2 separate regions of the Mustela erminea genome follow, and region 2 is linked to region 1. Evidence: chromatin contacts called from public Hi-C data. All regions are on one chromosome and are shown on one strand. The core of a region is the stretch at or near the end of the contact, and the rest is flanking DNA. Distances in the headings are between cores, read along the strand shown.

What was found. Hi-C and Micro-C count contacts between places; a contact is called where the count stands out from the background.
Region 2: a Hi-C map of spleen shows a contact between it and region 1, with 6 times the contacts expected there. The contact joins the promoter of PLPP5 here to the promoter of LETM2 in region 1. A contact is called at or near these places in 3 of 3 Hi-C or Micro-C datasets (fibroblasts, skeletal muscle and spleen).

Annotation. Positions count from the first base shown.
Region 1 is chr21:6,114,136-6,119,764 of mMusErm1.Pri, forward strand. LETM2 (LETM1 domain-containing protein LETM2, mitochondrial) reads right to left here and starts at 3,366. Exons shown (of 11, transcript XM_032328764.1): 1 at 2,807-3,366; 2 at 1,433-1,513; 3 at 1-139. The coding sequence starts at 1,479. LOC116582038 reads left to right here and starts at 3,658. Exons shown (of 4, transcript XM_032329413.1): 1 at 3,658-3,676. The coding sequence starts at 3,658.
Region 2 is chr21:6,246,342-6,251,970 of mMusErm1.Pri, forward strand. It overlaps PLPP5 (phospholipid phosphatase 5), which reads left to right and starts at 2,272. Exons shown (of 7, transcript XM_032329051.1): 1 at 2,272-2,629; 2 at 2,843-2,951; 3 at 3,391-3,481; 4 at 4,305-4,368; 5 at 4,850-4,974. The coding sequence starts at 2,565. It overlaps LOC116581783 (a long non-coding RNA gene), which reads right to left and starts at 1,943. Exons shown (of 4, transcript XR_004282225.1): 1 at 952-1,943; 2 at 1-796.

The DNA of each region.
Region 1 (5,629 bases), core at 2,116-4,615:
GCCTGACTGATTAGGATAGGAGTACTTCTTGCTTACACAGTTTTTGATGTATGTTCTATTTAAATGGGAATCTGGCAAGTGAAGAAATGCAAATGATGGGGAATAAGAGCTGGTAGGATGGACAAAATAGCTAGGGAATCTGGAATAAAGAGCGACATCCTCTGAGTTGAGCACATACTGTTACCAACATACAAACTAAAGAAATCAATATTTATATGGTTAAAATAAAGCAGCGGCTTTTAAGCCATATTTTAAAAGCAGATGATATTCACAAATGAAGGAAATATAACTTTTTACCCCAGTTGAAGAACAGTGTCACTTTATGTTTGAGTGATAGACTCTATGAGAAATATTAATAAGTTAATTCCTAAAAATAATTGCTATGTTACAAGTTAGAAACTCTGGAATTATTCCTGTGCCGGGGGCCATGCTAATCTCTAAACTGTTCCAATTTTAGTATATGCAGTGCTGACATGAGCACAAAACTCTGCAACTATTAATTTAAAAATCTAACAGCAAACATTTTTCCACCAGGGGTTGTGTTTGAAGGTGTCGTCTTTATCTACTATCATAAAACCGGTGGAACACTTGCATCTGTGGTTACTCCACTGACAATAGGAATATTGCTTGAACAAAACACTTCACAGCCTCTGTGGAAATTAACCAAACACATAATACTGGTTTGTCTGTGTGGTGCCTGTGGACTCCCTCAAATGAGAGGCATTTGTGTCCCAAATGCCCTTCACCTACAATTCCTTAAGAATGTTAGGAATAAGAACTAAAATTGGGCACCCCAGCTGGGGATCTCTATATTCTAGTTTTGCAACAGCTCACAATCTTCAGTTAAATTAGCACATCAGATTGTTTGAAAATAAAAATAAGACCCATCTAGGCAAAGAAAGTTCCTGGCAAAGACATTTCTTCTGGCAAAGAGATGGTTTTTCCATTCTTTCAGACTGTTTTTGAAGCATGCCAAGATAAAACACTTTTTGAAGGGCCAAAAGGGAAAATGTACAATGTATCTGGCACATAGTAAGTTCTCAGTGAATATTCTTTACAATAAATAAGTGATAACAGGCCTACGAGCGCAGGTATATGCCCAGGCCTGGCTTGTTTGACAGCCATTTTGCTCATTTTTCTAAGGGCCCATGCAACATTCATCAGTTACAGAGGTGTCACTCTAAAACCATTACATCTTCTCTCTTCCCTGTGCCATACATCTAAAGATTACTCAGCCCGAGTTCTAAGGCATATAGAAAAGCTAGGGTAAGTTTAAATACAATAAAATGTCAGCTTCCTAAAAAGCAGTAGAGTTAAAGTCAACAAAGCTTTCATTTGTTGTGGAACAAGCCTATCTTTTTACATATATCTTTCTGGTCTAGAAAAAAGTTTATATAAATATTGCAGGGTAAGTGGGGATTCCATGGCTTACCTTGTCCGGGCAATAGCTAAGACTGTTTTATAATTGTAGAAGGCCATACTTATATTTGTCTCAACTAGTCAACATAGGAACCTAGACAGAAGGATTAAGTAAACAATTCAGTATTTTAAGAACACATCAATTATAAAGATACCAGGATTTCAGTGTTTACTACTGCAGAAATATAACTTTTTAGAAAATTTCCATATTCCGTTCAAGGTATAAAATCTCTCTCAAGATCATTTCCAACAATCATGAATGTTTTCTCAGCTTGGATTTGAGAATTGTACTTTTGATTTCCCAACAAATAGACATGATCTCTAACATCATGGTGCTCATGATGGTGATATGGTCTTTAAAGACTTTTTAATTTCTGGTCAATAACACCCAGTAACCTACTTGAATGGTTGCCAGGTATTTTTTTTGTTTTTAAGATTTTTATTTGTTTATTTGACAGAGATCACAAGTAGGCAGAGAGGCAGGCAGAGAGAGAGAGAGAGGGAAGTAGGCTCCCCGCTGAGCAAAGAGCCCGATGTGGGGCTCTATCCCAGGACCCTGAGACCATGACCCTAGCCAAAGGCAGAGGCTTAACCCACTGAGCCTCCCAGGTGCCCCCGCTGCCAGGTATTTAAGAAGTTAAGCAATACACACTTATTTGTAGCCTAAAAATACAGGTAGGATAAAATATCCTGGATTTGTTTCAGTTAGCTTTTTCCCATACTTGGCCAAGTTGCCCCAAACTTTTAAAGATGAAAAGCAGGGGTGCCTGGCTGGCTAAGTTGGTAGAGCAGGCAAGTCTTGATCTCAGGGTCATGAGTTCAAGCCCCATGTTGGGCACAGAGCCTACTAAACAAACAAAAAATTATTCACTGACCACATTTATGTAGCAGTGAAGATAATACATGGTACCTACTAATCGTTCAAGTGGAGGTAAATTGGTTTCCTGTACTGAAGATTCTCCAAAGAGTCCAAACTGAGCTATCCTTAAACAAGCTTTTTCAAAACCTTTCTCCATCCTGTAGTCCTTTTCAGCCAAGGGCAGCAAGGTGTTTTTTGGTAGTATCTCTTAGCGTCAACTTTGCTTTCCTCCAGCTGGAAAAGGCGCAGACCAGGGTGCTCTCCTGGATGGAAACCTCAACCACAGAGCTGACATTTTGAACGGGAGTTCAGAGAATACTTCAGACCGTCTAAACCCAGGCTAAGGGAGGGTGGTCTCCTGCTGGAGGCAAGCCACACCCGATCAGGCGGTTAACCTGCTCTCCGGCCCCTGGGCACTCCCGCCCAGAGCGGTGGGTAACCACTTCCTAGGCGGGGCCGGCCAGGAGCCCCGCCTGCGCCTTCGCACCGCCCACGCCCACACGCGGGGCCCCAGGCTCCCCGGGTTACCTTGCTTCTGGCCCTTGACGACACAGGGACAAAACGCGCCGTCGGCTTTTGTGCACGTAGTGTGTTGGTGGACTGTGTTTGCGGCAGCGGGGTGGGGGTGGGGGGCGGTTCTTTGTGTTTGGGTGCGGGGATGGTGCAGGCACGGGGAGGACAACCTTGTTGGCGATCCAGGTTTATGGAAGGAGAAGCCCGGCGCCGGGTACGGAAGAGAGAGGACGAAGCGAAGCACGGAAGGAGGGGAAATGGAGGTTGAGCTCCAAAGCTGGGGGGCGGGCAGGGGCACGAGGTCATGGGCTTGAGGCGAGTGCGGTGGGGAACTGGAAGCTATCGGGAAACCTGGGCCCTGATGGGAAGAGCAGGATGCGGAGGGAGCGGGCTCCGGAGTAAAAAAGGCAGGCGAGGTCCACCAAGTAACAGCCTAAGGACTTGGCCAGCCCACCCCTACCTCCTCGGGCCGGCTCCCCGGAACGGCTGCCTCAGTCCTCCAGTCCCTTCCCAAACCTCCCTCGCCCAGGTCCCCAGCTAGAGGGGCCCCAGAAGTCTCTACGGCTCCACCTCTTTCCTATCCCGTTACGTCACTCTGAGTGACGACACCACCCACCAATGAGCTCTCAGATTATGGGGCGGGAGGGCGTCCTTCGGTGCGGCAGCCCTGGAAGTAGCCAAGGTCCAGTTCCCACCGGCAAAATGAATTCTCTGTTGGGTTTAGTTTAAGCAGAGTCTGTCCTGCGGCAGCGGGCAAGACTGACGCTTTTCCGCCTGTCTCTACTCTCTGGCGTGTAGGCTAACGTCCCCGAAAATGCTCGTTGAAGGCTAGATTAAAGAACCTCTCACCCTACCGATAGCGTAATATGCCTGATAGTCGCCATGGTAACCATCTTAAAGTCACGAATTACATCACTTAGATGTACTCTCCCCACCCCCAACCCCTACAAATCAACAACTGCCGGGGTTGGGATGGCGCGGAGAGCTCTACGGAGAGGCAGTGGCAGAAAGGGCGGGAATGGTTAGGAAAACCTCGCTTTCCCTTCTCCGGGGCCTAAGAGTGGAATGCTGTGAAATCCTCATATGGAAATCTGAATTCCACTAAAGTAATTTGCTTTATAAATGCTCGCTTAGGGGCGCCTGGGTGGCTCAGTGGGTTAAGCCGCTGCCTTCGGCTTAGGTCATGATCTCAGGGTCCTGGGATCGAGCCCCGCATCGGGCTCTCTGCTCAGCAGGGAGCCTGCTTCCCCTCCTCTCTGCCTGCCTCTCTGCCTACTTGTGATCTCTCTCTGTTAAATAAATAAAATCTTTAAAAAAAAATGCTCGCTTAACAGGTATGATTTGTGATCAGTAGTTTGTGGAGAAATCTCAAATAACATTTAAGATATATATTCTAGTAACTGTGCAGTGACATAGGTACTGCAGGTTGGGGCACTTCAGTTCCTAGGTTGGGTAACTGAGCCGTCTTGGAAAAGTGATAGATATAGAAATGTTCTCGCTCTCCTGTTATCTCTACCCGTCCGTTTCATCTGGCTCTAGAAGGAAAACAAAATATTTAGTGGATCCGCTTGGACTACCAGACAACAAGGAATCGTTTTCACAGGGAGAGTACTTAACACGTGAGCTGACCACAGAACTCACTCATCTGGGCTGCACATTTGTAAGAATGAAAGATGGCGGGTATTCAATTTCAGGTTTTGTGTTGTTGTTATTGTTTATGTAGACAGCTTTTAATCTACAAAGCATTTTTCGGCTTAAAACCAAATGGATCAACCGTGTTAAATAGGCAGAACTTTTCAGTTTGGCCACTAGAGGGCCCTTTGTGCATGTTGGATGCCCGAGTTTCCACATAAAGGTTTCACTTCACGTTCTATGTTTACTAGAATTAACAAAATCTACAAAGCCTTCGTCTCTCTCCCTTTCCTTTCCTGAAAATTTCCGAAGGCAAATTTTGAGCTTTAAGAGTCTAGATATAATTTTCACATTAATTCCACAGATTAATCACCTCACAAACATGAACATGTACTTTTCTGGAAAAGATCATAAAGATGCAAAAATATGCCTTTCAGTTCCCTGGGAGACATTTTATACCAGGAAATATTCTTATTCATGCATTGTATTCATTTACAAACAGGCACAGTAAAATCATTAAGTATTCATAAACCAGATGAATGATTCCAAGTTCAGTATTGGAAAGATGAGCTAGATTTTCTACTATGGTCACGTGTCAGGCGCAATCCTATTATAAAAAGGGAAGGGTTAAGAACCTTCCTGTTGCAATCCATTCGTTGAAAGCAATGTTTGCTTTCTGCTATCAGGTCTGGCAATTTTTTTGACTTTCAAGATTAAGTGATTTATCATGTAAGGAGTTTTTGGATATAATCTTTGGAAGAGAAACAAAAAATTCCTTTCTCTTTAACTCTGGGTCTGGGAATTGTGTTAGATTGCTGTCTTAATTGTTTGCTCATTTTGTATGAAGAAGACAAAGTGTGATCTGAACCTCAGAAGATGTTAGATGCTAAAAATGTACATTATTAATTTTAATGGTCATTTCCCTAAATATAGTTCAAGATCAAATGTTATTAACAGTATATTTTCTTATGTTTCACAGGAAGAGATTATATATCTACCTCCCAGAACTTTAATTTTAAACTCTTGTCAGTATAGAAACAGATTAAAATAAAATGCCTGGGGACAACTTACCAAATTCTCCTCAAGAAAAAGTCCAGATATCTGGTCAAGGCAACAATTTATCAACAAAACAAGGAATATACAGGAAGATGGAGAGGCAGGATGAAGGTGGAAAAGATCATTAAAAAAAAAAAAAAGATCAATTTA
Region 2 (5,629 bases), core at 1,022-3,521, 130 kb after region 1:
GCCTAGACCACTTGCGGTTGCTCCCTGGTTGTCTGTAAACCGAGAGGAGAGCTCGCCTCCATTTTCAGCTAAGCTAGGGAGAGATCTGATTAGACGGCTTTGCCATGTATTAACGAATATTGAAAAGTTGGAAATGTGTACCTACTGAAATCTACCAACTTTTCCCCGGGGCGGGGTACAGGAAGAAAAGGGGGTTAGAACAGGGTGAGGGAGGGGGAATGACAATGTTTACCACAGGTACGAAGTAGTCACTTTAACATTGAGACCTCTGCCTCATTGAATTCAGGTTTTTTAAGTACTTGAAACTCTTCAGATTCCCCTTATTTTACAGTTATTTTTAAATTTATGAAGTAGAAAGCATTGTTTTGTATACTGTTTTGAAAACAAATAGCCTAGTCTCTTGTCCTCTTCAACTTGGATTAAAGGCAAAGTTCTGCGAGTGGGATGGAGTGTCCACAGCAGATAGCTCAGATTTCGTGTATACATTCGAGGAAGAGACTCTTGCATGAAATACCAGCATTTTTATGAGTATTCGCCATGTGTGTTCTTTCTCTTGTATTTTTGTCAACCCCATCCCTGTGCAGCTCTTCTTTCCTTTTAATATATGCCTGTGTAGGGGAAAAAACAAAAATTTGCACTTACGTTATACTCCTGAAACGCAGGGTGTCGTCTGTGTGTGTTTCAGAAACCATTTCCGTTCTTTTCTCCGTCAGTCCATTGCTTAAGTGACAAGTTCAGGTGCTTGTGGCACAGATGTGTGTACGGTGGGGAGGAGAGCAGCCTGCCCTTCTGTAGCCTGTGAAAGTCAGTTACATGTAAGAAAAAGTGAAAAAGATGAACAGTTGCCAAAGTCATTTATTCAGTCCTTAGTTTTCTTATGTGACTCTCCGGATCTGCAAGTTGGCAGGCAAGCCCCCTCAGGTGCCGCCCCCTCCCCCACCTGCCACAGACCTTCGATGTGTGCACGCGGGGCGCGCAATGTCCATCAGATCACCGAGACGAGGTATGTATGAGGTATTCTTGTCAGGTTAGGAGTGGACTGGATACAATTTACTTTTTACTCTGTTGTTATTAATACTGCTCTTTATCTCATTTGTGCTGTCACATACCCTCTGTTAAAAAAGAAAATCACATTGCCTCCGATGACCAAGATGCTAAATGATGATTGATACTAAATGATGATTACAACTGGCTAAATAAGATCCTTTTTCTATACAAGGGTGTGTGCATAATTGGAATTGATAGGAGAAATTCATTTGTAACCACTTGTGATATTGCACAGCAAACACAGATACCTACAGATTGTTTTCTTTTTCTTGTGATCTTTATCTATGATAATGACCTTTGTAGATTGGTTATTTCTGTACTTTGTTTATCTGTAATAAATTTGTAGATCCTGTGAAATGTTATTTTGCCTAAATCCCTTGAGACTTGAGTCTTTAATAACAAAGCATCAATATTCACTAAAGTCAATCTCTTTTGAGTTTCTGTGACTTGGCTAGAAGCTCTTGACACTAAGGGATTAGTGTTCATTTTCCCTGGGGGGCGTTCCACTAGGGCATTACTGTATAATGACTTGATGTTGCCACATAGACTTCAAGATATATGATATTTTGGGGGTTTTGTTGAATGGCCTATGTCTTACTGCATAGTGTGAAACGTGTAAAGCTTGGTTAACCTGTATATAGATAGCTTATTGTTGACTAGTTATAGTATATTTAGGATTGCCTGGAATTTTAAGCTTCTTACTACTGTGTGTGCTGGTAGGAACATAAATTTTTGTACATTATATTTACTGAGATGTTGCCTTTTTTTATTTTACAAATACTTTGGAATTCAGATGTGTTTTTTGCTTCCATGAGGATTAATTTGGAAAGGTTCTTAATGACATTCCACTGACTTCAGATTTTGCTTGAGATTGACTTCAATAAATTGTCCTGTATGTTCCAAATCAAACGTGGACTTGTTCATTGCCTGTAGTTTCTTGCCACAACTGCTGGGCGAGAGGTCATAGTGGGGAGAACAGGCACCCGGTGCCGGCCGGTGACCCGAGGTCCTTCAAAATGCTGTCGCAAATGAGCTTGGAGCCGATAACGTGGGGTTTGGTCGTGTTTTCACGGAGGGAAAGCCCTTGGAGAATGTTGCTTCTTGCTCAGTGTGGTGGGAGACTATGGAGCGAACGGCGGGAAGGGGAGACGTGCGTCACTCTCATCCCGGCGACTTGGCCGACTCCGCCGGGGCCTGCCGGTGGGCCAGACGCCGGGCGCCGGCTCGTGGTCGGTGTCCCCTGGAATGGCGGGAATGGCTCTGCGAGCGCCTCCTTCCTGCCGCCGGCTGGGGCTCTCAGAGCGGCGCCGAGGGATGGCCGACCCGCCAGGGCAGGGAAGTGGCTGCAACGCCTTCCTCGGGTGCAGTTCGCCCAGCGTCCGCCAGCCCGCGCCCCCGAGCCGCCGAGGCCCGGCCCCCCACCGCCGGGACGGCCCTCCCCGGGGCGGCCTCGCCTCCCGCCGCCGCCGCCGCAAGAGCTGCCACGTCAGCGCGGCGTCTGTTTGGCTGACGGCAGGATGGGGAAGGTGGCGGCCCTCGGTGCCGAGCTGGGCGTGCGGCTCGCCCTGTTCACGGCCTTCCTGTAAGCGTCCTGCCGCTCGAACCCCGCGGCCCGCATCCTTGGGCCGTCCCCCGCTCCCCCTCCAAGGCGGCAGGAGGCCGGCAGCTCCTGCCTCGGCCCGGGGCTCCCAGTGCGGGGGGGGGGGGGGGGGTGGGCAGCGGTGGGAAGTCCCGACGAGCGGCTGGAGGCCGGAAGCAAACCAACGTGCTCTGCACATTTTTGTTTCCCCTCTAGGGTAACGGAGCTCCTCCCTCCCTTCCAGAGGCTGATCCAGCCGGAGGAGATGTGGCTTTACCGGAATCCGTATGTGGAAGCCGAGTATTTCCCCACCAAGCCCATGTTTGTGCGTAGAGAACTAGCCTTCCTTCTGACCCTTAATGTTTAGGACGAGCTCGATGCTAGGGAGCAGGCGTCTTGCTCCCTTAGATGAGGGGCTCAACTTCTTGTTTCCTTATGATAACGACCCAAATTGAGAGCGCAAGATGCCAGTTTTGCCCCCAAAGACACGTACTGTGAGCTCTGCTCCTTAGGATGGATTGAGGTACCGGTCACTTAAGAGTAATGGCTGATGGCCCTGGTGTACCTGGTGGAGCAGGTGCTGCCCCGTCAACCCACAGACGCTGCCACTGCGTACACTGACAGGGCCCCGCTAGGACAGACCTGTGACGACTTCTGTCCCCTCCATTCCTCCTCCCTGTTGGCACCGCTTGAACCACTAGCCATGTGGTTTCACTGGGGGTTTGGTTTGGGTTTTTTTTAACCTCTACTATCTTCTGTTTCAGGTCATTGCATTTCTTTCCCCACTGTCCCTGATCCTCTTGGCCCGATGTCTCAAGAAGGCTGGTGCGACGGACAGCAAACAGGCCTGCCTGGGTAAGAACGAGCCCTCCCTGGCTGGGCTGGTCTCTGTCTCCTCAGTGCTGGCATCTCAGCCACTGGAGGTGTGACCTCTGCCTGTGGAGGCCACGGAGTTCTATGTTCCTACAGTCATCCTGTCTCCCCTGTACCCGCGCTGTCACCCGTGAGAAAGCTGGCACTCTGAGAACAGTTGACCTCCGAGGTGAACAGTGTGCTGAATGACCGGTACCCCAGAAATGGATTCGGCCTGGTCCAGAAGCGCTCTCTGTACTCCACCATGTTCAGGCCTAGAATGATTTTTCTGCTCAGCTCTGGCTAGAGCCTGACCGTTCCTATCTCAAAAAGACCATGGCTGGTGTGCTGCCGTGGCTCAGTCGTTAAGCAGCTGCCTTTGGCTCAGGTCATGATCCCAGTGTCCTGGGATTCCTCCCTGCATCGGGCTCCCTGCTCTACGGGAAGCCTGCTTCTCCGTCTCCTACTCGCCTGCCTCTGTTCCCTCTCTCACTGTGTCTCTCTCTGTCAAATAAATAAAAATAAATTTTATTTTTAAAAAAATTTTATTTATTTGACAGACAAGAGCAGGAACACGAGCAGTGGGAGTGGGGGGGGGGGAGCAGGCTCCCTGCTGAACAGGGAGCCCGATGTGGGACTCGATCCCAGGACATTGGGATCATGACCTGAGCAGAAGGCAGCCGCTTAATGACTGAGCCACCCAGGTGCCCAATAAATAAAATCTTTAAAGAAAAAAAAAAGACCACAGCTGCTCTCTTGATGAGACCATGATCATGCAAGTCCTCCTAGGCAAAACCCACTAACAGTAAGTTTCTTTATTTTCCAGCTGCCAGCCTTGCCCTGGCTCTGAACGGTGTTTTTACGAACACAATAAAACTGATCGTGGGCAGGTGAGTGACCAGAGTCTGCGCCCCGGTGCCTGCCTCGGGCCTCCCATCTGCAGGAGGTAGTTCCTGGCGTGGCACCACCCACCGTCTTCCTCCCCCTTTCGCCAGCCTCAGTCTGACCTTGTTCTCTTCACCTAACATGGCCTCCCTCCCCTATAGCTGTCCTGTGGGTGACACTTGTGGACTCTTACCTGCCCTGAACAGTGTTTCCCACTGACCAGCACAGCAGGGTCATTGTCCACTAGAATACCCCGAAACTGCAGTGTGACTTGCTCTTTGCCCTAAAAAAAAATCGTGTGCTGGACTGCCCCCCCCCAAATGTAGACCCTGGAAATAAAGCTTTTCTTTCTACCCTAATCCAGTTTCATCATTTTACCTGGGACACTATTTGACCAGCTGTGAACAGGATTACAGTATCTGATACAACCAAAAAATAATTTCTGAAGTTAAGGGATCTGTGTTGAGACCGTGTTTATTTTTTCAGGCCACGCCCAGACTTCTTCTACCGCTGCTTCCCCGACGGGCAAGCCCATTCCGACTTGACATGCACAGGGGAGAAGGACGTGGTGAACGAGGGCCGCAAGAGCTTCCCTAGTGGACATTCTTCCTGTATGAATACCGCGTGGGCTCAGCATCTGTGCTTTCTTGGGGTCACTGAGTTTAGCTTAGGAAGCTTATGAGGATGGGGCCACCTCACTACTCTTGTTCTCGTATCTAAAAACTAGAGAATCCCCTCCTTTAATAACCCCAAGATTCCATAGCCTGAGCCTCAAATATTAGGACAGATGTTCAAGGATAGAGGAAGTCGTTTACCTTCATGAGATACGAACATTTTATGAGTCTTGTATTATTTATCTAGATCCCACAATCTGGGAGTCGTTAGAAAAATATTAACTAACCTTTATTGAAGGTGCTTTGGAAAGCATTTTTTATTCTCTCTTTTGGTATCATAGTAGCCCAAAGAAATGGATACTATTATTTTTATGATTCCTATTTATACATCAGGAAACTAAGGCATCAAGAAGTAACCCTACTCAAAGTCCTACTGCTAGTATTCCAAACACTATTCCCCAGGGTAAATATTATTAACTTTGGGACACACAATAAAGTTCTTCATTTTTCCTTCTGTTTCCTCCTCATCGATGATCTGTACCACAAGTGTACCCAAAAAGGATAAAGCATGTCTATGCCCCCAGCCACCTGTCTGCAAATGAGCAAGGGAGCTTCCTTTAAAGACATCTGCTTACTGGTCTTCCCTCTTCTA